Regions from separate parts of the Triticum aestivum genome. Here regions 2 and 3 are each linked to region 1. Evidence: chromatin contacts called from public Hi-C data. All regions are on one chromosome and are shown on one strand. Each heading gives the region's core, a stretch centred on a gene start, on an enhancer-like site or on the middle of the called end of the contact. The rest is flanking DNA. Distances are from core to core; before and after follow the strand shown. Region 1 has its middle 200 kb from the start of LOC123164703. Region 2 holds the start of LOC123163884 (glucan endo-1,3-beta-glucosidase 14). Region 3 holds the start of LOC123164703 (phosphatidylcholine:diacylglycerol cholinephosphotransferase 1).

Region 1 (4,480 bases), core at 1,084-3,583:
TGCCGCCATTCTCTTGAATGGTACAGTGAACTAGCAGTGCTTTAGTTTACTTTTCATGATCTCTCTCTCTCTCTCTCCTCTATAAACTCCCGGTATCTTCTTCTCCAAATTGTAATAGGATAACCCTAGAACCCTAGAACTATAGTAGACTGAGTTGATCTCTGAAACTTGTATCAAATTACCAAATCGGGGTATTTTGTGAGTGATGAATTCGAGTTAATCCGCGAGCATATGTGTTGATTGTGTTGTGATCCTATCACCAAGCCCGGTTCCATGCGCCTCCAAAATATTCGCCTGTCCTATCTCCCGTCTCCGCCGCTAGTCCACGATACTCCCTTCACTCAGTGCACTTTTTAAATATGCACTCCCTGACACTACCCTCTCCTATCGTCTGGATTCCAACACCCTAATCGCTCATTTGCCAAGCTTCTCCACGTTGCCACGGCTGCCACGAACGAGGATCCTGGGACAGGGTCCATGCCAACGCCTCTTCATCAGGACTATGTTTAATGATGCAGGGTCCATCATGTTCTCATTTTTTACTATGTTGGCACTTACAGGTGGCCTTGACCAGTTGGATTACTATTAAACGGGCTAAATCACCATATTTGGGGCTTGTTCTTGAAGAGTAGGTGAATAATTATGGTTTTCCTTCACAAATCGAAAGGTTGTGGTTACTTTTTTTGACAATGAAAGGTTGTGATTACTTGTTATAAGTTGCACTAACGTTGTGGTTTCAGTAAATAAAGAAGAAAAAAGAAAATGGTAGGACCATGCAGAGAGAGATCAAGCATTTTGCAGTCCATGCCTTCTCGCGGGAAAGTCTATGCCTCGCTTTATGTGAGAAGACCGCGTTGCCTACAGGAACTCCCCCTGGTGGGCCAACGAAGTAGAGGATTTGTTCTTTTCTTCACTCGGTTTAGTTTTTCCTCTTGTTTTATCTTCTTCTATTCTACTTTTGTTTTTATTTAAAAAATATTATAAATACATATATTCTAGAAACAATTAATTAAGTTTCAAAAAAATGTTTGTGCGGTGTTAAAAAAATGTTCATGTAACTTTTTAAAAAATGATAGCATTTTGAAAAAAAATGATTGTAACATTCAAATAATGTCTAGATACTATGAAAAAAATGTTAGTGCCATTTACAAAAAATGCTTATACAATGTAAAAAAAGTTCATATAATTTTTAAAAAGGTTTCATACTATTCAAACAAAATGAAGGTGACATTTTCAAAAAACAATATTCATGATTTTTAATGATTATAGAAAAAAAATGTTTGCACAGTATAAGTAAAATATTTTGTACCACTGAAAAAACTGTACATGGCATTTCAATGAAATATTCACGTGATTAAAAAGCGTTGATGAATTTTCAAAAAAATGATTATTTAAAAAATTCCCGTTGTATAAGTAAAATATTTTGTAGCATTCAAAAAATTGCACTTGGCATTTCAAAGAAATATTCACCTGTTTTAAAAAAATGTCAAATGTAAAAACATGTTCACATATTAAAAAAAATCTTTATTAGCATTAAAAAATGTTCCACCTATATTTGAAAAAAAGTTCAAACATGTATTTAAGAATAATGTACATCATCTCTTTAGTAAATGTTCAACGTGCATAGAAACATTTTTCTTATACACTAAAAATGTACATTTCGTATTAAAAAGTAAAAAATCAAATTATAAATAATTTTTATCCTTTTAAAATTTTTATAAATAAATAAAATTGAACACACGAGCAAGTTTTTAAATTCGATTTTTTGAAATTTTTGTAGAAATTTGGACATTGGTAACAATTTTATAAAAATGCAAATACTCTTAAAATTTCGACACTTTTTGAATTTAGGAATTTTTGAATATTTTTTTAAAATTGTAATTTAAAAAGCTAAAGGAAACAAAAAAACTAAAAAGTTCTCCAAATCGGGAAAAGCCGGACAAGGAACGTTTCGCAAGACCGTGATCGATTATAACGTAAATGGGCTGGGCCACATTTGCCTGTGCGAAAAGTGAGGATCCAATAGGAAATTCCCAGGTGGGGCGGGCGAGTAGCAGAATTGGGTGCGCGGGCCACTTCGCTCATGTGGCGCGCATGGTGCTGGGCTAGGAGTTCGTGGATCAGCCGGAAGCAAGAGAGGGCTCACGCAAATTAAGAAAGGAACAGTGGTGTCCATTTCTCAACAAAAAAAAAAGATTGCCTCAAAAAAAGATTTCTCAAAATAAAAAAAGATTGCCTCAGAAAAAAGGAAAGGAACAGTGGTGTCCACTCTGCACCGCCATGAGATGTCTCGTTCATCCAGGAAAGATGATGGAAATGAGCCCACGCCGACCCCGTGACGACCCGCGACATCAGCCAGGGAGGACAAAGTATCGTGCTGGACCGCTAGATGCACTGGTTGGTGTCGAGAGTACTGCGTGCGTTTGTGTCCAGCTGCTATAGGTCACCACTTGCCAGGCCGTGCTGGTGCTGTCTCAGCCACGTCCCGGCAGCGTCGGCTCAGCACTCACGTCTTCGAGGACAGTACGGCGTCCCCAGGGATTTGGGCTGGCGGTGGTGCTTTACTTTCTCCTTGCGCGTGCGTGACGTTGCTCGGAACGGAAACTTGGTTGATGCAAGTTCCGCGTATTGCTTACCAGCTTTAGTTGCCGTGACCGCCCCCTCTTGATTACGTGTTACTTACAGTTGAGGTAAGCCGGCCATTACTTCAACTCCGGGGATCTGAGCGGCTTTTTCGGCCTTAGGCGAATGTCGGGCCAGGTTCAGCTCACTCGGCGCCTAGGCATTGATCCGACCGAGCACCGAAAGGAACCCGGCCAATGCCTCTGCGTCGAAAATGCTCTCGGAAATATCTTCGAGTTTCGGGGGACTGTCACACCTCTTTACACACCGTAAGAGCAACTCTGTCGGGGTCTCGTATTGACATCGTTATAATAACCATAGACATGATGATTTTAGCCGAAAAGATCACTCTAACGGAGCTGTCATTTCATCCTCGTTTGACATAATTTATGGAGTGCTCTCCACATCAAGCCCGCGATCCTTCATATTTTTGTGTTTGTGGGGGATATTTGGACTGCATACCATCCGAAAAACGACTTCGCCCCCCCCCCCACCCCCACTCCTTTTGTCGCCTCCTCTCCCTCACCGTATTACCGCCTTCTACCGCTTCCGGCCATCCCCAATCCTCGTTGACGATGTCATGAACGCCGCCTCAACCCCCGCGTCTAAATCAATCATTTTTTAGTCAGCCCCCACGCCTCCTGAGGCTCCATCGACAGACCTCCTATGGCTTCCGCGCCTCCGACGGCATGCCATCACCGCCTAGGCCAACATCTCATCCATGTTGCCGCCAAAGAGGTGTCAAAACCTACGACGTTGCGTGGAGGTGGCCACCTCCCCTAGTAGGTGCCAAAGGGACGGAAGAAGAAGATGGGGAACCTAGGTGCTCGTGGCCCACCCCCACCTCGCTTTGTCCCGGAGGTAGACGAAACTGAGATGCCTTCCCAGTCGTGCGTCACAGCAGACACGATGGCGATGTATACCAAGCAATCATGCGCCTTGTATTCAATTTTTGTTTGATCGAATGCAAGGTGACCATGAAAATTCGTTGGCAGCTATGCAATGTATACGATTTAGCGGTGTTTTTTTTTCTGAATTTGGAGGGATTGACCTTCAACGACTCATCATTTCTCAATGTGATGATGGGTTAGTCCCGGGCAAATAATGTTGATCTCGATGGTGCTTTGTCACTTTTCGATCACCAGTCCGCCCATGATACGAAATTTGATCAATTCTAGCCCACCGGCTCATCGAAGAAGAAGCCAATTCGATGAAGCAACTTTAAGCCTGATGAGGATGTTGTGCTTGTCCTGGCATGACAAGATACCTCTCTTGATGCGATCACAGGGAAAGATCAATCGGCGGCCGTATTGAAAGCGCATCAAGGAGCGTTCTAGATCTCATCCTGAACAGAGTACAAATCTTACTCTCAAATCTCTGACAAAACCGATGGGATACGATCCAAAAGACCGTTGGGCAAGCTGTACTTGTGCATTTATTTGTTTTAGGATGAGATAGCCCAAGAGAGGTATAAACAAATGCCCAAGTTGAAGGGCAAACCATTTGGCCTCCAACATTGTTGGGACTAGTTGGAAGAGCACGAAAAGTGGAAGAAGAGGAATGATGATGTCAGTCAGCTGAAAGGTGCGAGAATTCCTCTCCGAAAATGGACGACGGTGGAGATGATGTTGATGGACAGGAAAGGGCAAAGGTGCCTACAAGTACCACTCCGACGGCAAGCACGGGAGAAATCAGAAAAGTTGAGACTCAATAGAGAGAAATAGGTGGAGGCAATGGAAAAAAGAAAAACCTATGAGTTGATGAGAACAAGTACGCCGAGAAGAAACAAGAAAAGTTAGAGATGGAGGCCGGAGAAGAAGAACCAAGAGAAGAGGGTGAGATGGGATGAAATGCAATA
Region 2 (4,480 bases), core at 1,338-3,837, 220 kb before region 1:
AAAATACTTGACAATGAAATCCACACACCCGCATGAATCCCAAAAGAAATACAAGACACGACCATTTCTCCGTCACCACGGAGAGGATGGAAGCCCCGTCAGGCTAGATTTCTTGTTCGAGATCTGATCCTGCTTTGCAAAAAATTCGGGATCTGATCCTTTCTTACCGTCAAGGCCCCTGGTGGTAGGAAACACCTCTACCGCCAAACAGACTGATGGTAGCCTGTACACCCTTACCGCCGAGGTACCCGGCGGTAGGTGCGAGCATGCACTGCGTTTCATACTTAGAAAAAAATGCAACCCTACCGTCAGGGGCTTTGGAGGTAGGCTGTTATACCCTACCGCAAGGGGCCTTGGCGGTAAGAAAAGGGTCGGATCCTGAAATTTTTGCAAAGCAGGGTCAGATCTCGAACAAGTTTCGTAAAAGGGCGAAAAACACAAATTTTGCCGCCCCCTCATCTTGACGATCACGCCGTGATGATTGATTCCCTACTGCTACTGTACCTTCCTCCATGACCGCGGAGGACGACCCAGAATCCCTTTCTCTGGCACAAAGGGCGCGCCCCATGCCACTGCTGATTCCAACGTGATCGTGTCGACGTCACGTCCGGGTCCTCCCTCCGTGACCGTGTGGGCGTGGCGAAAGCTTTATTTGCGTTGCGGTACGGTGCAAATGCAAAGGCAGAATATGGTCGCTGTCAAGGCATCAAACAAAACAGCCGGCCTGTGCCGGTCGACTAGCTAGCTAGCTAGGGTTTCTACGACTGCTTACGTACGCAGCCACACTACACTGGTCGGCCTGCAGCTGCAGCTGATACGCAGGATGAGCGGAGGACCAAACGCGTGGTGCTTCTCGTCTTTTCAGTTCCGCCCCCGAGCTCTCCTGATATTCTGTTTTATGTTTTCGCACAAAAAGGTACTCGTAGGAGAGGTTGTTTTGTTTCGAAACATGATAAAAGAAAAAACCTGTCATTTTTATTACCGAAGAGAAGAATTGACCAGTTAATTAGCAAAAGGAAAGCCGGTCCACAAGGCTACGATCATCAAGCACGATTGTACACAGGGCCCAAGATGACCTGGCTACCCACGTAGACATCACAGTCACGCACACGAACTACCCTAGAGAAAAAAGTACTCCCTCCGTCTCAAAATTCTTATCTTAGATTTGTCTAGATACGAATGTATCTAATACTAAAATGTGACTTGATACATCCGTATCTAGACAAATATAAGACAAGAATTTTGGGACGAAGGGAGTAACACATACAAACGAGAAGAGGGCATCCGCTACCGAGGTCTCGAGAGGTTGTGATTTTGGTTGCTCACCAAAGAGCTCAGCCGGCAAGATGCATGTCCACCCCACAGTTTGACGATTGGCATCCCGGTTTAACTTGCATCGATGAGCTCCTCAAATTGGATTGTAAGCATATCTTCAATGGATAAAGCTTTCGCTTCAAAGAAAAAAAAGAACACTATACTCTATGGCCGTATCTGTAATATACAAATCGACATTTTACGATACTCCTTGAAACGATAAAATAAAATAAATTCCCATCCTACTAGGAAAAGACGTTTTAAGACGAACTCTTGGGGTTCAATAGACACTGGAGAAAGTGTCCTGTATTGGTGAATGGGAAAGGACGGGAATATTCATATATTTTTTCTCATTTGTATCCTTTTCAATGTTAAGCCAATCAGCAAGTCTTTAGTTGCAAAGCCACTTGTTGAGAAGGAACTTTAGGTGTGTGAATGTGATGACCACAGCCCACAGCTTAAAAGCACCACCTCACCACGGGATGGCAACTTACATCTAAAAAGAAGGCCTTGCAAAAAAAGGTGAGCATATAGCACAAAGTAGAAACACCAAAGAAACAGAAAAAAAGGTGGTACTGGCCACACGATCACTGACCTTTAATTAGTTGATCAACACGTCATCGAGTTGGTTACCTATGTACTTTATTTTTTGACAGAAGCATTACAAAAAAAGTCGCTGTTTCTCTTCGAACTGTAAGCTCTAGTTGCATCCGCGTTGCAACTTTATTTTTTTATGTAAAATGCTGTTAGACAAAAAATATATAATGAAATGATCAACTAGCTCCACATGTCGCAGCAATGGACCCCATCGGGGATTATATATGCATCTTACAACTTTCTGTAAGTACACATAACAATACCGATCACGGTAATATTCCCCGCAAAAATACATCGTGTTCTTGGTGAAGTTTGAACCCACGTCCTCTTCATAAGCGCACACATTTCATAAGACATTTCACCTAAAAGGCTAAAACCATGCCAACATTATACAGGTGAAGCGGGCTTATGAGTATATGTGCATGCATGGAGCATCTGTGATTGTACTGTGTTTAGAAAATTACAGAAAAATCAGATTCTAAAAGAGGAGAGAAATAAAAATAACGCATAATTCCCCAAGAAAAGAAAAGGGAAAACCGCATGACTGACCGATCCTCAGAAATGTGAGGCGACCACAGATGAGAAATGCGACGCGCGGCACACTCGAAGGGGCAATCTGCAAAAGACCCGCAAAAGGACTAGTAGACGCGTCCACCACCGTCCACGACAGACGCGCACGCACAGAGCACCACACCACACCACCACCGCCGCCGGCCCCGGTTAACCCCCCTCTGGCCTCCTCCCCTTCCGTTTCAAAAATCAAACACCCCGGACGGAAACCCTCTTTCCTCTCCCCCCTCCCTCCCGGCCGTTGCGGTGGCGAATCCGGGCTGCGACGCGGGGCCGGCGGCGTGACCCTCCGTCCCCTCCTCCGCCGCGTCCCCTTCGTCGGGTCGCCAATCCACCTCGTCCCACCCCGCCCCGCCTCGCCTCGTCTCGTCTCCCAACTTTTTCCGATCTCCTCGTCGCTAAGCAAACAAACCCTTATTAACCCCCCGCCGAAGCAGATGTTCGCCTGGAGAAAAGGGCGCCACTTGCACTGGGCTAGGCACTCTGCTCCCCGGTGCGACTAGAGTAGAGTAGAGCCGGAGCGCCTGGTACGTGCCACTGGGTGCAGCCGAGATTCCTTCTTGCCCTCGACTGGGTTCCGGCGGATTGGTTGGTGTTGTTCTTGCGGATTCTTTCTCCGTTCTTGGCAAGTTCGCCGTCCTGCTCCTGTGCTACTGCGGCGCCGGTGCCGGTGAGGAGGAAGGCTGCCAAGATTGCTCGGGGGCCAGGGGGGAGCAGCCGCCGGTGCCCGGCCTCGGAGTGGCCGCCCCAGCCCGTCTATGGAAGTTGCCGCCCCGACTCCATGCCACGGCCTGGAACCAAATTGCCGAGCACGGCACGGCTTGCCTGCCCTTCTGACGCTGCTTGTCACTCTGGTGCCCGTCTTCTGCTTCGTTCTTGCTCCGGATCGGCCAATTGCGGCGGGCCTGCTATGACGGTGGTCATGGGTCGGCGCCGGTGCGCTCACTGGATGCTGCTGCTCTTCTGTTGCCTCCTCCTCACGTCCCCCTCACATGGTACGCCGTGTTTTTTTATCCAATTCAATTCAGTGTTGTTTTGTCTAGATCATAGAATTCATACATCAAGTTTATTGTCTACTTGAGCAAGGCTTTTGCAACAAAATTACCACCGGCTCTGGTGTCACAAACTGAGATTTGACTGTTGGTGCTTGCTGTTTACCAGGTCATCGTCACAATCGACCCGCTGACGCGTTTGTCGGGGGATACGGGATAAACTACGGGAGAATAGCGAACAACCTCCCGTCTCCGGACAAGGTGGTGGAGCTCCTCAGGAGGTCCAAGATAAGGAATGTCAAGATATATAATGAAGATCACACTGTGCTCGACGCGTTCAAAGGGACAGGGCTCAACCTGGTCATTGCTGTCCACAATGGGTTGCTGAATGCTTTTGCTGCAAATGAGAGCGTCGCGATTGACTGGCTGAATGAGAACGTGCAGCCTTACATTTCTCAGACACGCATTGTTGGAATCACTGTGGGGAATGAGGTGCTGGGAGGCGATCCGAGCTTGGCCGCTCCGCTCGTTGGAGCTGTTAAGAATATGTACGATGGTCTCAAGAAACTGCATCTGGATGACAAAATTGAGCTTTTCACACCTCACTCTGAAGCTGTTTTCGCTACTTCCTATCCGCCCTCTGCATGTGTTTTCAAGGAAGAAATCATGGTGTATATGAAACCGCTGCTGGACTTGTTTTCACGGATCGGCTCACCTTTCTATGTCAATGCATATCCCTTTTTGGCGTACTTAACTGATCCGGGGCAGATCGACATTAATTATGCTCTCTTTCAGCCCAACCCTGGAGTAGTTGATCCGAATACTAGTCTGCACTATGACAACATGTTTGATGCTCAGATAGATGCAGCTTACGCTGCTCTGCAGGCTGCTGGTTATAATGACATGGAAGTCCGGGTGGCAGAGACTGGCTGGGCTTCTAGTGGAGATCAAAATCAAGCAGGACCATCAGTTGAGAATGCAAGGACTTACAATTACAACCTCCGTAA
Region 3 (4,480 bases), core at 1,312-3,811, 200 kb after region 1:
AAGAGCTATACTATCTTCGGAAGTGTCAGGCAAGCAAAACCCCCTTGTTCATTCCGATACAATCCCACTCTCTCGCTTCTGCTCTCTTTTACTGCATTAGGACAACAACGATTCAACTGTTACTTGCTGCGGTAGTTGAACCCCCTTATCCTCAGCATGACCTGTCATTGCCACAGTAAATAGATGAAACCCACTAGCATGAGTAGGAGTTGTTTGAGCCCTGATGTGCCTACTCATTCATGCCTGTTTGTCATGCCTGCTATTGCTTAGAGTTGAGTCAGGTCTGATTCATCGGGGATGAATTGGAATGTGGTGAACATGTCCTACTGTTGAGAGCTAAGTATGTGAACACGATTTGGTAAAGGTAGCGGTGAGAGGCCATGTAGGAGTACATGGTGGGTTGTCTCATTGCAGCCGTCCTCAGGAACTGAGTTCTGTGTTTGTGATCCATGAACAGTTACTACCACACATTGGAATGCTTAAGTGCCCCTCTCGACTTATTAATCAACTTGATCTCTGTCCAGGAGTTGCAACTAGTTTCTGGTGTTTGTAGGTAGTGTTAGTAGTCTACCAAGTGGTACCCGGTATAGGTGGGCTTGGGACAGACTAGGCACCGTGGCACGGTGTACCAAGCGTAGATCCATCCGTCGAGGTGGGCTTGGGAACCCTGTTCACATCGTTTGGGGCCGTGAGCGACACCCCGGCCGGATCTCCTTGCGGATGGAACCCGAATAGGCGATAAACCTGGACGAGAGACTTGTGTGGTTAGTCAGGTCGTGGCCGACTCCCTCGCCAGGCTTCCGCTTGAAGGTTGCCGAGGTACACGACGTGTACATGGTGGTAAGTGGCGAGAGCGTGTGTGACGAAGTACACCCCTGCAGGGTTAACATCATCTATTCGAATAGCCGTGTCCGCAGAAAAGGACTTCTGGGTCGCCTGTACAGTTCATAGACAAGTGAAAGTGGATACTCTAAAATGCGCAAGATAAGCGTGAGTGCTATGAATGGCGTTCTCGTAGGGAGACGGGAGTGGATCCATAGTGGTGTATTGATATGGTGAATATGTGGACTCGTGTGCGCCACCTCAAAAGAGTTACTAGCAGTCGTAGTTAGGATAGCCACCGAGTCAAAGCTGGCTTGCTGCAGTTAAACTCCACCACCACCTTTGTTGATACCGATGTATATGTAGATAGTCCTGATGTAAGTCTTGCTGGGTACATTTGTACTCACGTTTGCTTATTTTATGTTTTGCAGAGAGACGTCAGTCTCGCTAGTAGTTCCGTGTGGACTTCGACGTTTAGCTTGATACCTCAGCTACGATCTTGTGCCCTCGGCAGGATCTGGTAGATAGTCAGGCTTCTCAGCCTTTTTCATTTGTAGATGTCTGTACTCAGACATGTTAAGCTTCCGCATGTGTTTGACTTGTATGCTCTGAATGTTGGGTCATGAGACTCATGTTTGTAATATCTGGCTCTTCGGAGCCTAATGAATAAATACTCTGAGTCGTAGAGTCTTGTTGTGATGCCATGTTGTATTTGCACATATCGAGCATATTGTCTGTATGATTGAAATGCTTGGTATGTGTGGGATCCGACAACCTAGTTGTTTATCCTTGGTAGCCTCTCTTATGGGGAAATGTAGTCTTGTGCTTCCATGAGCCATAGTAGTCCGCTACAGCCGGTTCACCGGAGTCCTGCTAGCCCAGCACTACTGCTCCGGAACACTTGACTGGCCGGCATGTGATTCACTTCGTTCCTGTGTCTGTCCCTTCGGGGAAATGTCACGCGGTGACATCCGGAGTCCTGCCTAGCCTGCTACAGCCCGGGTTCCCGGAGTCCTGTTAGCCCAGTGCTACAGCCCGGATTCACACGCTGCTCACCGACATGCTCGATGTTGATTCATGTATGCCTGTCCCCGTAAGTTAGTGCCACTTTGGGCTCACGACTAGTCATGTCGGCCCGGGTTCTCTGTCATATGGATGCTAGCGACACTATCATATACGTGAGTCAAAAGACGCAAACGGTCCCGGGCCATGGTAAGGCGACACCCGTGGGAATATCGTGCGTGAGGCCGCAAAGTGATATGAGGTGTTACCGGCTAGATAGATGTGACTTGGAATCGGGGTCCTGACACATCTACAACAAGACATTTCAAACCCCCTCAAACGTCCGAGCGGGCCGCCCAGTCACTGGTCGGTCAAGAAATTTCGACCCAGCCGGACGCCTCAAACAAACCTTAAATGCCCGAGCCATAACCCTGGGCGTGTTCGCGGACGTTTGCGGGAGCGGATTTGCTCAATCTGGTTGTAGATGCTCTCAGAGGTCTGATGCTGTAGTATGCAGGATCAACCACCAGATTTTGTTAAAGTCTGATAAAGTCGTATTCGCTTTAAAATGCAAGATGAATAAGTCGCATTTTTTATTTGCCTAAAAGAGGAGAAATGGAGAATCCGGCGTCCATCTTAAAACCGCCGGGAGCATTAAACACCCGCCTCCCTCTCCCCTCGGGACCTCCGCCACGCGCCGCAGCCGTCGGCTGAAAAAAACGCTTACAAAAGCACCGCGAATCTCAAGGTGGGAAATCCACCAATCCAATCGGACGAAGGAAAAGAGAAAATTCCCACCACCGACCGCGTCACGCGCGCGCACGCGCACCCGCGCTGAAAACGGCCCACCGCCCACGCGCCAGCCGACGCGTCCTCGCGCGCATGCCGCCGCCCAGCCTGACCGCCGCGAACGACAGGGCCGCCGCCGCCTCCGCCGCGAACGGCCACGCGGCGCCGGTCGCGCGCCGCCGCGCGGGCAAGGGCAAGAAGGTCCACCCGCTGCCGGCCGACGGGGCCGCGATGGGGGACGGCGGCGAGAGGCTGGCGGGCGGGAGGAGGCCGATGGACTGGCTGTCGCCTGCCGGGGTGGCCGGCATCCTGCGGCGGCACCCGCTGCCGGTGCTGTTCGCGTGCGGGCTGCTGCTCTTCATGGGCGTGGAGTACACCATCCCCATGATCCCCGCCGCCGCGCCGCCGCTCGACCTCGGCTTCCACGCCACCGCCGCCATGCACGCCGGGATCGCCGCCCGGCCCTGGCTCAACTCGCTCCTCGCCGCGCTCAACACGGTGAGCGCACTTTCCTGTCTTGCCTAGATCCGATCGGCGAATGAACCTAGCTCCTGCCGATCTAATCTGCTCCAGTAATTCCCAGCATTTTTTACCTTTCACTTTTGACCTGCCAATGTTACCCTCTCATTGATCAAACGTGAAGGCAACCCGCGCTTTCGGTTGAGCAGAACGGGCTACATTGTAGCCACTCACACCAGAAAGTGGAAACTAGACACTAGACGACACCAACATCTCACAACTTTCACATGACCATATGTCTTCTCGTGCAGAGTTTGTTTACCTTTTCATGTTTTTCTAGGTGGAATTTGTGTCACATTTGTCTTCCTGTGTCTACATTTTTTCTTGAGAACTTTCACGCGTGCTGTCCACGCAGCAGTCTAATCCCAGTTTGAGCACTACTAGTACCCCCATATTTACAATTGGTTAGAAATTTAATACGCGTCGCTGGCAGTTGCACATCAACATCTATCGCTTTAATTATAGGAATGATGATGTATAGCCTCTGGTACTGTGACAACAAGTGAATATTTGTGAATTGTCGCTCCTGGTGATGAGGGGAGCAAAAGTAGCTGGTATCCCAAAATGCAAGAAACTGACGAATGGTGTTTTATTTGGATGACCCGACGAACGGTGTTTGGTGGCTTGGCTCACCCAGAACCGATAAGATCAAGAATATCATCGTCATGCATTCTTCACATACCCATGGATTTCCTGATAAGATACTGCATCTGGCTAGATAGCTACCCGTTCCCCGCTCCAATTGCCACTAGTTGTTAGTGTTGCCATGACGGAATCCATCCTGAATGTGACGTGCGATCTTGTCATGTGCAGGTGTTCGTGGCGATGCAGGCCGCATACATCCTGTGGGCCGTCCTCGCCGAGCAGCGGCCGCGTGCCGCCATCGCCACGCTCATGATGTTCACCTGCCGCGGCCTGCTCGGCTGCTCCACGCAGCTGCCCCTGCCGGCGGAGTTCTTGGGCTCCGGCATGGACTTCCCCGTGGGGAACGTGTCCTTCTTCCTCTTCTACTCCGGGCACGTCGCCGGCGCGGTGATCGCGTCCATCGACATGCGCCGCGTGGGACGGCGCAGGCTGGCGGTGCTCTACGACACACTCAACTTGCTGCAGTTCGTCAGGCTGCTTGCGTGCAGAGGGCATTACACCATTGACCTGGCCGTCGGCGTCGGCGCTGGTCTCGTCTTCGACATGCTTGCCGGCTGGTACCTGGACAGCAAGAACATCGACAGCGGCGACAACCGTTGCTGCAGCAGCTGCCAGAAGGCTCTCGTCTCACAGAAGCTTACATCATAGGCCCATCAATGGCTGTGGAATTGCAGTGGACTGGACATGATCCAAGTCATTTTTT

The links. A called contact is a pair of places that touch in the nucleus more often than the background predicts.
Region 2: a Hi-C map of leaf shows a contact between it and region 1, with 4 times the contacts expected there. The contact joins the promoter of LOC123163884 here to the enhancer-like site in region 1. A contact is called at or near these places in 3 of 5 Hi-C or Micro-C datasets (all in leaf).
Region 3: a contact with region 1 is called in a Hi-C map of leaf, with 6 times the contacts expected there. The contact joins the promoter of LOC123164703 here to the enhancer-like site in region 1. A contact is called at or near these places in 2 of 5 Hi-C or Micro-C datasets (both in leaf).

The regions. Positions count from the first base shown.
Region 1 is chr7D:487,264,153-487,268,632 of IWGSC CS RefSeq v2.1, forward strand. No RefSeq gene overlaps it. Among protein-coding and RNA genes, the nearest start is that of LOC123164703, 200 kb to the right of the region's middle. Within about 2 kb of position 2,334, at least 6 of the 8 cell types and tissues checked have an H3K27ac peak or open chromatin away from gene starts, as enhancers often do. A contact at or near this core is called in leaf, where this site is marked.
Region 2 is chr7D:487,040,517-487,044,996 of IWGSC CS RefSeq v2.1, forward strand. It overlaps LOC123163884 (glucan endo-1,3-beta-glucosidase 14), which reads left to right and starts at 2,588. Exons shown (of 3, transcript XM_044581287.1): 1 at 2,588-3,476; 2 at 3,643-4,480. The coding sequence starts at 3,263.
Region 3 is chr7D:487,459,611-487,464,090 of IWGSC CS RefSeq v2.1, forward strand. It overlaps LOC123164703 (phosphatidylcholine:diacylglycerol cholinephosphotransferase 1), which reads left to right and starts at 2,562. Exons shown (of 2, transcript XM_044582256.1): 1 at 2,562-3,111; 2 at 3,946-4,480. The coding sequence starts at 2,707. The coding sequence ends at 4,425.